Regions from separate parts of the Anser cygnoides genome. Here region 2 is linked to region 1. Evidence: chromatin contacts called from public Hi-C data. All regions are on one chromosome and are shown on one strand. Each heading gives the region's core, a stretch centred on a gene start, on an enhancer-like site or on the middle of the called end of the contact. The rest is flanking DNA. Distances are from core to core; before and after follow the strand shown. Region 1 holds the start of UBE2B (ubiquitin conjugating enzyme E2 B). Region 2 overlaps JADE2 (jade family PHD finger 2).

What was found. A called contact is a pair of places that touch in the nucleus more often than the background predicts.
Region 2: a Hi-C map of liver shows a contact between it and region 1, with 5 times the contacts expected there. The contact joins the enhancer-like site here to the promoter of UBE2B in region 1. A contact is called at or near these places in 2 of 7 Hi-C or Micro-C datasets (both in liver).

The regions. Positions count from the first base shown.
Region 1 is chr14:3,075,873-3,082,529 of Taihu_goose_T2T_genome, forward strand. It overlaps UBE2B (ubiquitin conjugating enzyme E2 B), which reads left to right and starts at 2,463. Exons shown (of 6, transcript XM_067005580.1): 1 at 2,463-2,619; 2 at 5,330-5,410; 3 at 6,186-6,211. The coding sequence starts at 2,576. LOC106032770 (a long non-coding RNA gene) reads left to right here. Exons shown (of 4, transcript XR_010834967.1): 4 at 1,255-2,283.
Region 2 is chr14:3,184,838-3,191,494 of Taihu_goose_T2T_genome, forward strand. JADE2 (jade family PHD finger 2) reads left to right here. Exons shown (of 12, transcript XM_067005584.1): 10 at 3,396-3,513. Among named protein-coding and RNA genes, the nearest start is that of SAR1B, 45 kb to the right of the region's middle. Within about 2 kb of position 3,099, at least 2 of the 3 cell types and tissues checked have open chromatin away from gene starts, as enhancers often do. A contact at or near this core is called in liver, where this site is marked.

The DNA.
Region 1 (6,657 bases), core at 1,213-3,712:
ATATTTTGGGAGCCCCACACGTGGTTGTTTTCTGCAGGGTGCTTTTCTGAGGGCTTGAGGTGGGCCCAGAGGCAGTAACGGGCTCAGGGGCTGGGGCTGGGGCTGGCAGCAGGGAGGCACTGGGGGTAAACCCCTCAGTTCTCCTCTGTACTTCGGCACCACTTACTTGCTTCTGTAAAGGAGCTAAGGGTGAGAGCAAGTCAGTCACTTCTTTGCCACCTGCCCTTCTCTTTGCTCCCGAGCGTTTTGGGGAGAAAGGCGGCCTGCTGCAGAGCAGCGAGGTACCTGGCACAGCACGGTACCCGGGGCGCTCCTCGGCTGCTGCAAGGAGCGAGAACAAAAGTGGTGTCTAACAGGTGACTCAGCTTGTTCATTTCCCTAAGTTTGGAGTCGTGGGTTTGGCTGATGTTAATGCAGACATCTCCTCCCAGAGGGACACAGCGGCATGAAAGAGTGAGTGACCCGGAAAAAGGAATCATGATGTTACCAGGAGCATGGACTGCTCTAACAAACAGGAAAGCACGCAGCTCGCTTCATTCTTACTTCTCAAGCTTCTCATCTTATGAAGGGACAAAGTTATTTGAGAAATGCTCTGGTTTTACAAAAATTCTACACAAATATGTTTATTAAAGACTAAGATGGAATGGCTGTGCTGCAAAGTGCCGCCTTTCTGTGTAATGTATTCCTTTATCAAATATCATTTCTGGGGAGAAACAGGAATCAAAAACACAACTAGAAAGAAATTTCTGATGAGCAAGTTTTTTTCACCTACATATTCCATGCAATCAACAGGACAGAAATTGCAGCTGGTTCTTCAGAGGGGAAAAAAACCTAAAGCTTTCAATTTTCCTAATGAAGTTGCCAGCCACACCTGTTTAACTGCCAAGTAAGACTGAAAAGAAAACTTTAAATTAGATAATGCCAACACCCGTGAGGCCATCCTGGTGGGTATGGCTTTGTCCAAGCCCACCGTGTGGCCCAGGAGGAGGACAGATGATCAGTGCCCTCTGCTGCGAGCACTCGGCGTGCTCGGCTGCTCGTGCGCTGCCAGCCCTGCTGCGGGTGAGCCTCCCAGCTGCTGCGGAAGGGCCTGGAGCTGGCCTGCAGCAGGCTTCTTCCAAAAATAATAATTTAAAAATAAATAAAGATGATGGGCTTGGTAAGGGCTTGGCTGATGCCTGCGTTCAAGGAAGCAGCAGAAGGGAAGCTTTAAGGAAGCTGCTGTGACCTCTTGTTTCTTTTGCTCTTCCCCAGTGGTATCAAAGGAGAAGAAATACTGTTGCTGTTGCGATCCTGCTGAAAAGGTTCTGGAGTCCAGTGGAAACGATGTGGGATTTCAGAATTAACTCTTCTGTTCGGTGCCTGTGAGGGGCATTTCCACGCAGCTGGTGGCTGCCCCCAGGAGAGGTGTGGAGGTGCTTTGGGGTGGGTGTGTTGGGGGTGACTCGAGCAGCCCTTTGGGTAGGGGATGTGCTCGCTGCCAGGCCCGGGAAGCTGCGGCAGGGCGCATGTTAACAGCGGAATAGCGAGTGATGTTGAACTGCTGTTAATTATTTATACAGGTCCAAGCTTGCGCTTGGTTTTTACAGTCTACTTTCTCCCTTCTGAATTAGCTGGAGCTAAATATAAACTGCAAAAAGCTGGAGGACCAGCGGCGGCATGTAAAGTTGAAGCACGTGTGTGGGGAGAAGGAGGCAACTCGGGCCGAGAGGGCTGCGTGGTGGGAGCCGTTTCTCAGGAGCGCGGGGAGCCGCGTGCTGGTGGCCGGGGAAGGATCGCTCCTTGCTCCTACGCCTCCAGAGAAAGCTTGCTGCCTTGCAGCGTCAGGCTTTGTGCGAGTTCTTACGCGTGTACCTCACTTCAAGCATGTTTTCACTGAAGTGGGAGAAGGGGTTACAATTTTGGGTTGATGCCCTTGAAGGGTAGGTTCTTGAGCTGCCAGGCCGGGTGTGGGTACCCAGGGCAGCCCCTTCCCGAAGGCAGCCGGTGCCAGCGGGCTGCTGAAGCGCGGCTGTGGCACGAGCCGTGGGAAGAAGGCGCTTTGGGCCTTTGGGCTGGACTAAGCCTGCGATCGGTGCTCTGTGAGAGCATGACAGCAGGACGAGGACATTCATTTGTGGCGCTTCGTTACGGGTCTTGTGGCGTTTTTGTGACCTCCCAAAACGCGAGCCCAGAGCAGGGCAGCACACGCAGAGCAAAATCCCGCTTCTGGGGCTGGCTCCCGAGCCTCCACGTGCGAACTGGGCCAGGGCCTCGAAGCGGCAGGCTGCAGCGATGGCGCTAAGCAAAAACGAGGGGGAAAAAACCCAAAACCTGAGGTGAGGCCGGGCAGCGCCCCCCCCCCCCCCGCGGCAGCTCAGTGGGCCGTGCCGCGGGGCGCCCCCCTCCCCCCCCCCGGCGGTGGGCATGGAACGGGCCGAGCGCTCCCCCCGCCTCCCTCCCTCCCTCCGCGTGACGTCACGGGCCCGGCGGCGCGGCCCGCCCCCCGCGGAGGGAGACGCCATTGCGGGTTGTTTGTGCGGGCGGCGGCGGGAGGCGGTGCTGCGGCCCGGGGGGACTGTGCTCCGCCGCCATCATGTCCACCCCGGCGCGGCGCCGGCTGATGCGCGACTTCAAGAGGTGAGGGGGGGGGGCGGAGGTGTGTGTGTGGGGGGGGGGACGGGGTGTCCCCTCCTTTCCTCTCAGCCGCTGCCCCCTTGGGGTTGGGGGGGCGGGGGCTGGCTGGGGCCGAGGGGATTGGGGCTCCCCTCAGGTTCTGCCCCCCCCCCCCTCAGTTCTGCCCCCCCACCCACCCAAAAGGTTCTGCCCCCCCCCCCCCAGTTATGGCTCCCTCTTCAAGTTCTGCCCCCCCCCTCAGTTCCCCCCCCTCCCCTCAGTTATGGCCCCTCCCTTCAAGTTCTGCCCCCCCCCCCCCCTCAGTTCTGGGTTCCCCCCTCAGTTCTCCCCCCCCCCCCCCCCCAAGTTCTGGGTCTTCCCCGCCCCCCCCCCCCTCAGGTTCTGGGGTCTCCCCTTCAGGTTCTGGGCCCCCCCCCTCAACTTCCCCCCCCCCTCAAGTTTGGGTGTCTCCCCCCCCTCAAGTTCTGGGCCCCCCAAGCTCTGCCCGCCCCCCCCTATTTCTGGGCCCTGAGACCACCCCAGAACCGGGGGGCGCAGGGCCTGGTGCCGCCCAGCCCAGCCCAGGGCCCCCCCCCTTTTGCAGGCAGCAGGGGTCCCTGTGCCACGCACCCGGTGCCGCAGCAGTGGTTATTAGCTGGGGGCTTTTAATTGGTAATGGCTGCACCACAGGCTCGGGGATAACTTACTTCCTACGTCTGCCATGTAAACACGGCCGTAAAGCGGAGCGTGGAAAAAGTCGGTGTGTGGTTTGGGGTGGTTTTTGTTTTTTTTGGTAAACCTGGCAGCGTGTCGTGGGATCGCTCCGGGCCGGAGCGGCTCCCAAGTTGCTGGAGGTGAGTCAGCTTTGATAGCGTCTCTTTTTTTAGCGGAGCCCGTCTTACACCAGGACCTGAAAATACATCGGTAAACAGTTGACGTGTATTGTGTGGCGCTGGGCTGCGTGGCTGCCCAGAGCCGCGGTGCCAAAAGGCCTGATCGGCCCAAAAAAGTTGGGATTCGTGAGGTGCAGGCCCTAATTCTCGGGTTTTGTTCGGGTGTTAGTGTTTGGTGGCTGGTGGTCCTCGATTCCCGTTCAAATCACAACAGGATACTCGTTGTTTTCTAATGTTGTTAGGCTGCACAAGTGACCAAACATCAGTGATTCCTTCAGGGAGAAGGACTAGGTAGTGTTTCAAGACAGCGATCAGACTTTTTTATGATCTTGTGATCTCAGAAGGGCTGACTTGATAATTCTGAAATTTAAGGTGGAGAAGACTAAAGCCATGGAGGGGTTTAACCAAGTGAGCACAGCGAAACATGGACCACGTGCACATTTATTTATTGAATATTTGACCACTTTAATGCCCAAAAACGTACTCAGCTTTCTCATTGTCAGTTCTTTACTTCTCTCCTTCCTACCCCTAAGTTATATTTTTATTTAGCCTTATGTTACTCTTACCTCATACTAAAAAACAGACTGTGCGCCATGAACTGTGATTCACTTTGTTAAATATAAACTCCTTTTGCATGCTGCAATTGTCAAGAGTCGTGGAGGGCGAGCAGTCCAGCAGATCTTGTATCATCTGATTTACCTAAACCATCAGAGAGAGAGGTTATTTTTTAAATATATTTGCTGTTAAAAAAGGGGCAACAAATACATTTCCCCTAACAATTTTAAAGGCTTTCCCGGCCCTGTGCGGATCAATTTAGCCTCCAGTCTTTGCCACAACCCCTCGGGAGTCAGACCTTTTGGCAGTAGGGCGCAGACGAGCTTTTTGAATCGATCCGAAACCCGGAGCCATCGTCCGGCCCCGCTGGTGGGGCTGAGCGCTCCGGCATCGTCCCTGGCACGCGGGCTGGCACGGGAGAGGTTCCTGCTCCTGACCAAAGCAGTAGGTGGTTTGTGCTGTGGGTACTGAGCTGCCTCAACTGCGTGTGCCCACAGCAGGGATGTGAACGCGGCTCGGAGGGGATCCGGCCTGCACGCTCAGCGGTGCCCCAGAGGATGGGCAGCAGGAGGGTGCGTAGTTCACGGAGCTGTCAGTGCGCGGTGTGCTTTTCCTAGGCCAAGGGTTAAGGAACTAAAAAGCACTTAAACGCTTCCACTATTGCCTTAGAGACAAATGTTTACATCTGTTGAGCTGGTGACGGGGAGCAGCGCGCAGGTTTCCCCCTTGCTCCCTCTTCCCTTTCGAAGCAGGCAGCTTGCCAGCCAAAGCAGGCTCACACCAAGCGCAGCCACGTCCTGCACAGATTTGGGGACGCAGAAAAAGTTGAAGTGACGGCGCTTTGCCCTTGGTTCCTGCCAGCGTGCCCTGTAAATATCACTGCGTGGTGCGCAGCCCTTGCTTCTGGCTGTAACTTGTGCTCTTCTGCGTTGTGGCAGCCAGCAGCAGCCACTCTTTCTGCTCTTTCACGATTTACTGCGTAGTACTATAAATCCCAGCTGTGGGGCTGTAAGTTACTTTGAGGGTAGATGCTCTTCTCCCTGAACACTGGATTTAACCCGTTGGGCTGGCGCAGTGTTTTGGTGTGATGCCTGAGGCACTCGTGGTGTGCATCACCTTGTAGTTTTGTGTTTGGATCATTGCTACTCTGCACGTAACACTTGGGGTAGTCGCTAATTTGGAACGAGAGAAGATTTCTAAAAAGCGGCTGTTGTGATTACATTGTGCTCGCAGGTGGAGGTATTTCACTTACATAAGGCTTGTCGTTCTATCTTTGTAATTCTTAGGTTGCAAGAAGACCCTCCTGTGGGTGTCAGTGGTGCACCGTCTGAGAATAATATAATGCAGTGGAATGCAGTTATATTTGGGTAAGAGCTTTTGGTCGCTATGAAGTCCTGCATCAAAAAGCTAATAAAACCTGTTCCTTGTGTTGTTTTTTTGTTTGTTTTATAATGCTTTCTTGGTTTTGTGGATGTCCACTCAGGAAACTTTAAAAATAAATAAATAAAAAATGACCAAGTGTGCTGTCACAGGGAAAATTTGTTTTCAGAGGGTAATAAAGAATGCCCAAGAAAGGCGATGAACAATTTTAATTCTTTCCTTTTGTTGAATAATGTTTGCCTGTGTTTTAATGAATAGATTGTAGAGGAATTGGGTTATGAAAAAGCAGGCTTGCTCTTTAAAAGTACATAAGAGCACCACATGTTCTTGGCTATTAAATCCAGATGTATTAGCAGTGACTGGATTGATTCCCAGGAGAATGAGGTACAGGTTATAATATATATATATATATATATATATATATATATATTAGAGGTCCCCTTCTGTAGGGTATATCTTATGTTCTTTCGTAAAAATGAAGTCTGCTTGCCAGCAATCTGCTCATTAATTCAGCTCTAGCCTTATGCGTGGCATATGTATTGTTTGGGGTGATGATGCAGTGGGTATCTGGACTTGCAGATTGATATGGGAAACTGCTAATTATGACAGAGTTCCCAGAAATTGCCTCTGGATAGTTCTCTAAATATTTACGTGATAGCATCCACTTCTGTCTTGAAGGGGATGAGGAAGAAGATATATATTTATTGTGCGTGTTTAGAAGTAATGATCATTATTAACCAGTTTATTTTTTAAACCTTTCAGGCCAGAAGGGACACCTTTTGAAGATGGTAAGCAGCTAACTTCTATTTCTTCCGTCATTCTTGTGAATATTGCCAGTGTTAACATTGTTCTGCTGTGAAAAACAGTAGATGTTATAGAAGTTGGACCAAGCTAAGCAAGGAAAAAGTAAAGGAGTAAGGTCTTGTTGGCCCTGGGAATACCGTATTTTGCTGTAAGTGGTGTCCCGTCATAGCGGTCCGTTACACAGCTGTGAAGCAGTGCTTACATCGAGGCTTGTTTAGACACACAACGCTCAGTTTTTAGTGGGGGAAGTTGGCCTAATGCTGCCAGATGTTTTCACGTCTCTACAGCTAAGCTCAGCAAGATAGCTGAGCACAATGCTTTTCTGGTTTTGTCTTTGTAGCGTGTTTGATTCATCTCTGCTCTTCTAACTAAGAGCAGGTGAAAAATCTTGAATTGCTCTGAATATAGAACTTGGGGAGGGGAGGGGGGG
Region 2 (6,657 bases), core at 1,849-4,348, 110 kb after region 1:
GGGGACAGGGGCACAGGGAGAGGGTGGAGGGCACGGGGGGCAGGCAGGGCAGGGCTGCCAGGGCTGGGGCACCGGGGCCGAGTTCCCTTTCCTCCTCTGCTTAAAACCCAAGCCCTGCCTGGTTCCCCCTTCTCCTGCTACTGCCGGCGGGGTGAATCCGTGGCCCCCACCTGACAAAAGGGGGAGCGGAAGCTACTGAAGGGGCTCAGGAGGTTGTTGGGAGCGGGCAGGGGAGGAGGAAAGCAGGGAAATCGCTGCTTTGCAGGGAGGTGGTGCTGCCCTGCCAAGGGACAGGATGCTGCAGGGCAGGACTGGGTGCTGCAGGGACAAGGGTGCTGCTGGGGGGCTCAGGGTGCTGCAGGGACAAGGGTCTGCAGGGTACTTGCTGCTCTCTGGGAAGTGAAGGGGGCAGCGATGCTCCCCCTGCTTATCCTGAGCCCCCTCCAAGCTGCAGAGGGTGTGTGACACAATTGAACCCACTGGTAAGCTTTGGGGGATGCTCACAGCACACCCCAGCTCAGCTCTGGCTCATCCCATCCTGACGCCATCTCATCTCCTTTTTCTCTGCCCATTTTTACCTCACCCGAGAGCCTTCTGTTTAAAAGCAGTCGGATTTCAAGCCATCAATCTCTCTCCTGCAGCAGTATCGACCTTCATCCCTGAATACATCACTGCCATCGCTCTGCCCATCTGTTCCTCCTTGCTCCTGCCTTCACGGCATCGTGTTTGGTCTCTGTGTTGGGCTGGCTGCTCCCACCAGGACTGGGACCAGTGCAGCGTCCCCGTGCTCAGGTCGGTCCTGGCTGCAGTGGGAGCCAGCGGTGTTTGTTCAGAGCCCAAACGGGGCCAGGGCTGGCACAGACACTGCTGCTCCTCCCACATGTTCAGTGTGCCCCCAAAGTCCCCCCGCTCCTCCAGGCTGGGAGCTTCTGAAGATACAGAGCCCCTCAAACAGGGCCCGAGAAAACTGGGCGCTTGGGGTATTTGTGTGCATCCCCGTACAGACTGCTGTGCTGAGCTGTCCCGTATGGCTCTCACCTGTCCAGGGTGGATTTTGGCTGATGGCAGCCCCCAGCATCTCTCCAGGCAACATCTGAAAATGAGCCGAGGGCTGAGGTTAGCTCTGCAGATATGCTCATGCCTCCGCAGCGTCCCGAGAGCGCCCTGCCTGCACCGAGCCGTGGTGCGTCGGGGTACGGCCCCTGGCCGTGCCAGAACCACAAGCTTTACCACGTCTCTCATTTTCCAGAGCTGCCTTCAGGCTTCGCAGGGTTATTCCCCATCAGCGTTCAGCCTCTGCCCAGCACCTCCCTGGAAGATCTGTTCGCTTGCTCTTCTTCCAAGGGGGGGATCCATACAGGCTGGCCAGGTGGAAGCCCGGTGCTGCGAAGGGGGACCCCTTTCTGTCCCATTCCCACTCACACACCCCAGGTCTCCGCCTTGCAGCCCATCCCAGCTGCCCTGCCTTGCCTACGTGGGTGGCTTGGCACCAAGCAGGGCTCGGAGAGCAGCGTCCTGCGTGGGCAGCCCTCCGACAGCATCCCCGCAGCCGTGGGCTGGGGCATCACGGTGCTGGTTTCGTGTTTTCAGCAACGAATGTGGCAGAAACAGTTGCGCTGTCAGGGCTGATGATGGTGTCTCCATCCGAGAGCTGGGTAAGCAGAATCAGCAGGACAGGTAGCTCGGAGGCAGGCGGGGCGATTGCATTGCCCTCTGCCATCCCTTATCCACCCCTTACCCCCAAAGTCAGCAAATGAAGTCTGTAGGAACTCCCGGTCCCCTGGGAATCCTAACGTAGTCCCTCTGACTTATCTCTTTGGCCCTCTTTGATTCCTCTGTATTTTTTTAAAGCTTTTTCCAGTAGCTGGTTGTTTAAATTAGCTGTACCAAAAAGCTATATGGTTTCCAGGCTTTCCTACCAGCATCTCAGCTTGGCTTGGGGAAGCAGCGCGGGGCGGTGTTTAGCTGTCTAAGTGTGTGTAAATACCAGCAGTCTCTAAGCAGAGCACAAGCGATGTTTTCTTCCAGGAATATAAAATCACAGAGAAGAGATACCGCCAAACGCTTTGATATACCGGTTGCCAGAGGCAGTTGTTTTCCTCATAAAGAAATTTTAGTTGGATGTTTTCTTCCATCCAGAACAAAAAAAAAAAAAAAGAAGAAGAGAACGTAGTAAAATATACAGCATGTAGCTCGCTTCTCGGTATTTACAGCTAGGGGGTTGGGGAAAAAAACAAACAAAACAAAACGACAAAAGAGCTTTTCTCTCACTGCGTGTGTGTGAGTGCTCCTGAGTCGTCCCCGGGTGCTGGGATGCTGCAGCCCGCAGCTCGCCCCAGCGGGCCTGCGGGAAGGCAGCCTGCGCCCCGGCCTGTGGAGGAGCCAGTGCTGGGGACGGGCACCCCGGCGTACCTGGTGCTTCCCTCTTCCATGGGGCCAGGAAGCCAAGTAAATGCTCACCAGAGCTTCCAGCAGCATCTTTATCTCGAGGCCAAAACCAACTGGTTCCTCTAAAAGCTCTGTGTTACAGCGCTCCTCCGCGGCACCCCCGCCTCTGAGATTTTCAGAGTCCCGCAGAGGATCTTAGGCCTTCGTTAGGCCTGTGAACAATTAACGGGGGATTACAGCCGTCTGTGCGTCCGTGCCGTTGCCGTACCCACGTACGATTCCTGGGTGAGGGACCTGGGCTTCTCCTGGCTCTGCTCCCTTCGTGCGCTGACCTTTAGCAAAGCCCGGCTCGAAGGATGCGCTGCCGCAGACGCTGGGAGCCAGTCGCGGCTGCTCGGAGCAGAGTGCCGCACACACGGCCCTGTTTGCCAGCCTCCGTGCCGATATCTGGGCTGAGTTGGTGCCCCTGAAAGCACAGATGCTGACGTGCAGATCCTGCTGGTGAGTTCAGGCCTGTGAAGGAGAGGTTAACGATTAACTTGCTCGTTGTTTGCGGTCAGAAGAAGGTAGGAGAGAGTGACAGCCCCGACGTGCGACAGGCTGGGCGCCGTGCAGCAGAGGGGCAGGCGTCCTGCTCGGCGCAGTGACGGTGCTGAGCACCCCATGCACGCGGGGCTTGTAATGCCACCCCAGAGATGGGTGCAGGTCGTGTTCCCCAGGGAGGCTGCTCCAGCTTGAGGGGTGGTGCCCCCAGACCTCCTCCTCGCCCCAAAACACTGGCAGGATGTGCGGGGCTCTGCAGAGAGATGTGCTGCCACAGCTGCTTTGCTTTCTGCCCCCTCCCAAAGCCCTGCCGTAACCGAGGAGCCCCGGTAGGAGTTGGTGGTGCGGCCCGGGCGAGGCCGAGATGAGAGGATGGAAACCCCGGGAGCAGAAGCAGCCGCACAGCTTCAGGGGACCTCCTTCGAGCCCTGCCTAAATGAACGCTGTTTCTTGTGTTTCTGTAGGTTAGAAATCTCTGTTACATGGTGACGAGACGGGAGAAAATGAAACACACCATTTGTAAACTCCAGGAGCAGATCTTCCATCTCCAGATGAAGCTTATTGAGAAAGATCTTTACCCAGGTCAGTACCGCTTGCAAGAGCTTGTTCTCACCGATGCTGTGAGAGCCCTCCTCCGACACCCAAACCTCAGTCCCCCACCCAAAGGAACCCAGAGCCGCCCCTGCCCTGCTGGGCTGCAGCAGCACGGTTCGTGTGTCAGCTCCTGAAACGTGGACAGTTCTGCTCAGAAGCACACAATAAAGCCGTGCCCTGGGTGAGCGGAGTGCCGGAGGTCCGTGCTTTCACGCACCCCTCCCGATCCCCCTCTCCGCGGGCAGCACTCGGAGGAATCGTGTGGCTAGGTGCTGATGCTGACACAGCAGCCCGGGGGATGTCGTGGGGGTGCTGCCGAGGAGAGCTTTGTTCTGCCTCCTCCTTTTTGAAGTTAAGCTGCTGACGGGATGGCTTTTACCTCCTTTAACCCTGGTGGCCTGTAGTTCTTTCTCCCTGCTCCACGCACTGGTCAGCGGGGTGCGTCACACAAACTTCATGCAGAGCCTCTGGCACCTTTTTTTAAGGAACTGAAATAAAGTTGCTTTCCTTCTGTCCCTTTTTTTTTTTTTTTTCGCTTTAACGAGCAGTGCCCAAGCCCACAGCTCCTCATCCCTCCTCCTTTTTTCAGTGGCAGCGCAGGACCCAAGCACCGTGGCTGCAGAACAGTTTTTCCAGAAGCAGCATCTGGCGCTTTGGCAGACTCTGCCGACGCTTGTTGTGTTTGTGGCTTTGGAGTTGCATTTGAAGCCATCACATGTTTGGGGTTTCTTCAGGAACTGTCTGGGCTGAGCTTTCCTTTACAAAAGTTTCCTTTGACTAAAGTCCTGGAGGCCGAGACGTGTGCGTGTTGAGACGTGTGGGGCTTGGATCCTGTGCAGATCCCTCTCCGTGGCCGGAGCTGGGCGGCATGGGGGCCTGAGGCACGCTGCGAGGAGCCAAAATCCCCCGGGGCCGCTGGGTCCCTGCACACCCACCAGCTCCCACACTGAATCTACATCACGGGCACGGCCTGGGAATAAGGAAAATTGCGTTCCTGGCTTTTGTCACTAACTGGAGACCCCGCATTGTGTGTCCTGAAAGCCTCTTCCACGGGTGGATTAAAGACAGCCACAAACTTAGATCCTGATGGCGGGTGCCATTTGCCCCTGCCACCAGGCCCTGTGGCTCTGGCTCAGCTTTCACCTAAAGGGCTGCTTTATTTATTTGGGGCTGCACCCCGGTTTGTGTTGGTGGCTCTCAGAAGGAGGCACCCGGTGGCTTTCCAGGAGGGCTCCTGGCAGGGTGGGGGCTCGCTGCCTGGCGAAGCTCTGGGATGCCGTGGGACCCAGCAGGTCCCCCCGGGCCGGAGCTGGGGGTGGCACCGGGGTGACGGCTGCTGGCAGCGCTGGGCATGAGCTGGGGGAAGGCAGGGCTCCTGCTAACGCGGAGTTTGTCCTGCCTGGAGGTGAGTTGTCAGAGGTAGAGCTGTGGTTCGTGCGGCAGGTTGGTGTGCAGGCTTTGTAATTGCGTTTCGATGCGAACGTTACTTTCTCGTAACCCCAAAAGGTTCGTGTTAGCCCATTAGCTTTACGCTCTGAACCGGCTGAGCTGAGCTGCCGGTCTGTCCCAGGACGGGCTTTTTGGTTAAGCCTGGGCCTCCAGGGCAGCCACTGAAGCATCCCTGGTGCGGGAAGTGCAGGAGCTTGGTCCCTTGGCCCCCGGGGGTTTGAGCACTGGGGCCCCAGGATGGCAGCAGACGCCAGGCAGCCGCACTCCTCTCTGCGTCGGTGCCTGGTGTCCCCAGTCCCCTTGCCTGGAGCTAGCACCAGGCCATTCATCGCAACCCCAGATGTGGGGAGGGAATGCTGGCCCTGCTAGCAGTGTTGTAGCTTTCAGGTGAGAGCACGGCACCAGTCCGTGCCTTCCCCTGCGCACGAGCCGAGCGCTTATCCCCCAGTGCTGCCCTAAGCCAGGAGCGAGCACGGGGCTGGCCTCCCCGTTGCTCTTCCCATGGATAAAAGAGCGTTTCAGTGATTATTTTCTCTTGGCCCTGCCAATCCCCGCTGTGGGGTGGCTCATCCCACCCCTCGGCCTGCGCCCTCCCTCCTGGGCTCCAGCAGACTCCTCCACAGGGCAGCGCGCAGCTGTGCAGACCCTCATCCCACAGGGCGCTCTCAGCATCCCCACGTTTCCTAAACCTTATCCCAGGGGGGGATACTCAGAGCTAAAGGTACTGAGCAGCCCGCAGGACCAAACCTCTGGATACCGCCCTGCCCTGCTCTGCATCGTCACGAAGCGCTCAGTGGTTTGAATTCAGTGGGGAATGGTCCCTGCAGCAATCTGTGCACTGCTCCTCACCGGCTTGCCATGCACACCTGTAATTTCTTGGAGAAAGGGGGAAGTCTGCGTTATTTTGCCTGGATGAGGCCAGTTTTCAGCTCCTGTTAGTGGTAGTGACTGACCAAAATCTGCTGGGGTTACTCTAGAGGTGGTTTTGGCACAGCTTTTTCTGGAACGGCTCCCACATAAAGCTCCAAACTTGAGGGGTTTATTTTTCCCCACTGATAAATGAGGATTTCAGCAGGAGATTTTTAATCAAATCAGTGAGAGCTGCTCATGTAAAATGAACCCACCTCCCTCTCCCGTGTTTTTCTTGCATGAAGTGGAAAGTAAACACTGGCTTTGAAACATGGCTGCTGTTTTGACAGGTTCCTCCTCAAAAAGTAATGGTCGTGCTTCTCTTTAGATCCGTTGTGCTGTCTAAACAAAGTTACATTTTTATTTTGCAAGCGAAGTGAAAAATTTGCCTGCGTTTCTCCTGTTACTTGGCAGGAAAGTAGCAAATACCAGTTTTGCTTTTGCTTTTCCTTCTGCTGGTGAGCCCTTTGCTCCTGCGGGGCTCCTGGGCTGCACATCTCCGAGCATCCAGCGCAGGCAGGTGCAGTGCAGGTGCCCTCCCCTGCTCGCCCCGCATGTTCTTTTTTCCATCAGGAACAGCATCAAATTCGTAAAGTCATTGCTCGGTAGTTGCACAGCTTGTGCAGGCTCAAGCTGTTGGCCGAGCTGTGAAAGCCTGCGTGTCTCAGCGCCAGTCCCACCAGCTGCCCAAATTCTGCTTTGAGGGCAACGTCCTTTCCTCTCCAGAAATTAATAGCTGGACTGGTGTGGGAGAATGGCCTAACAGAGTAAGTA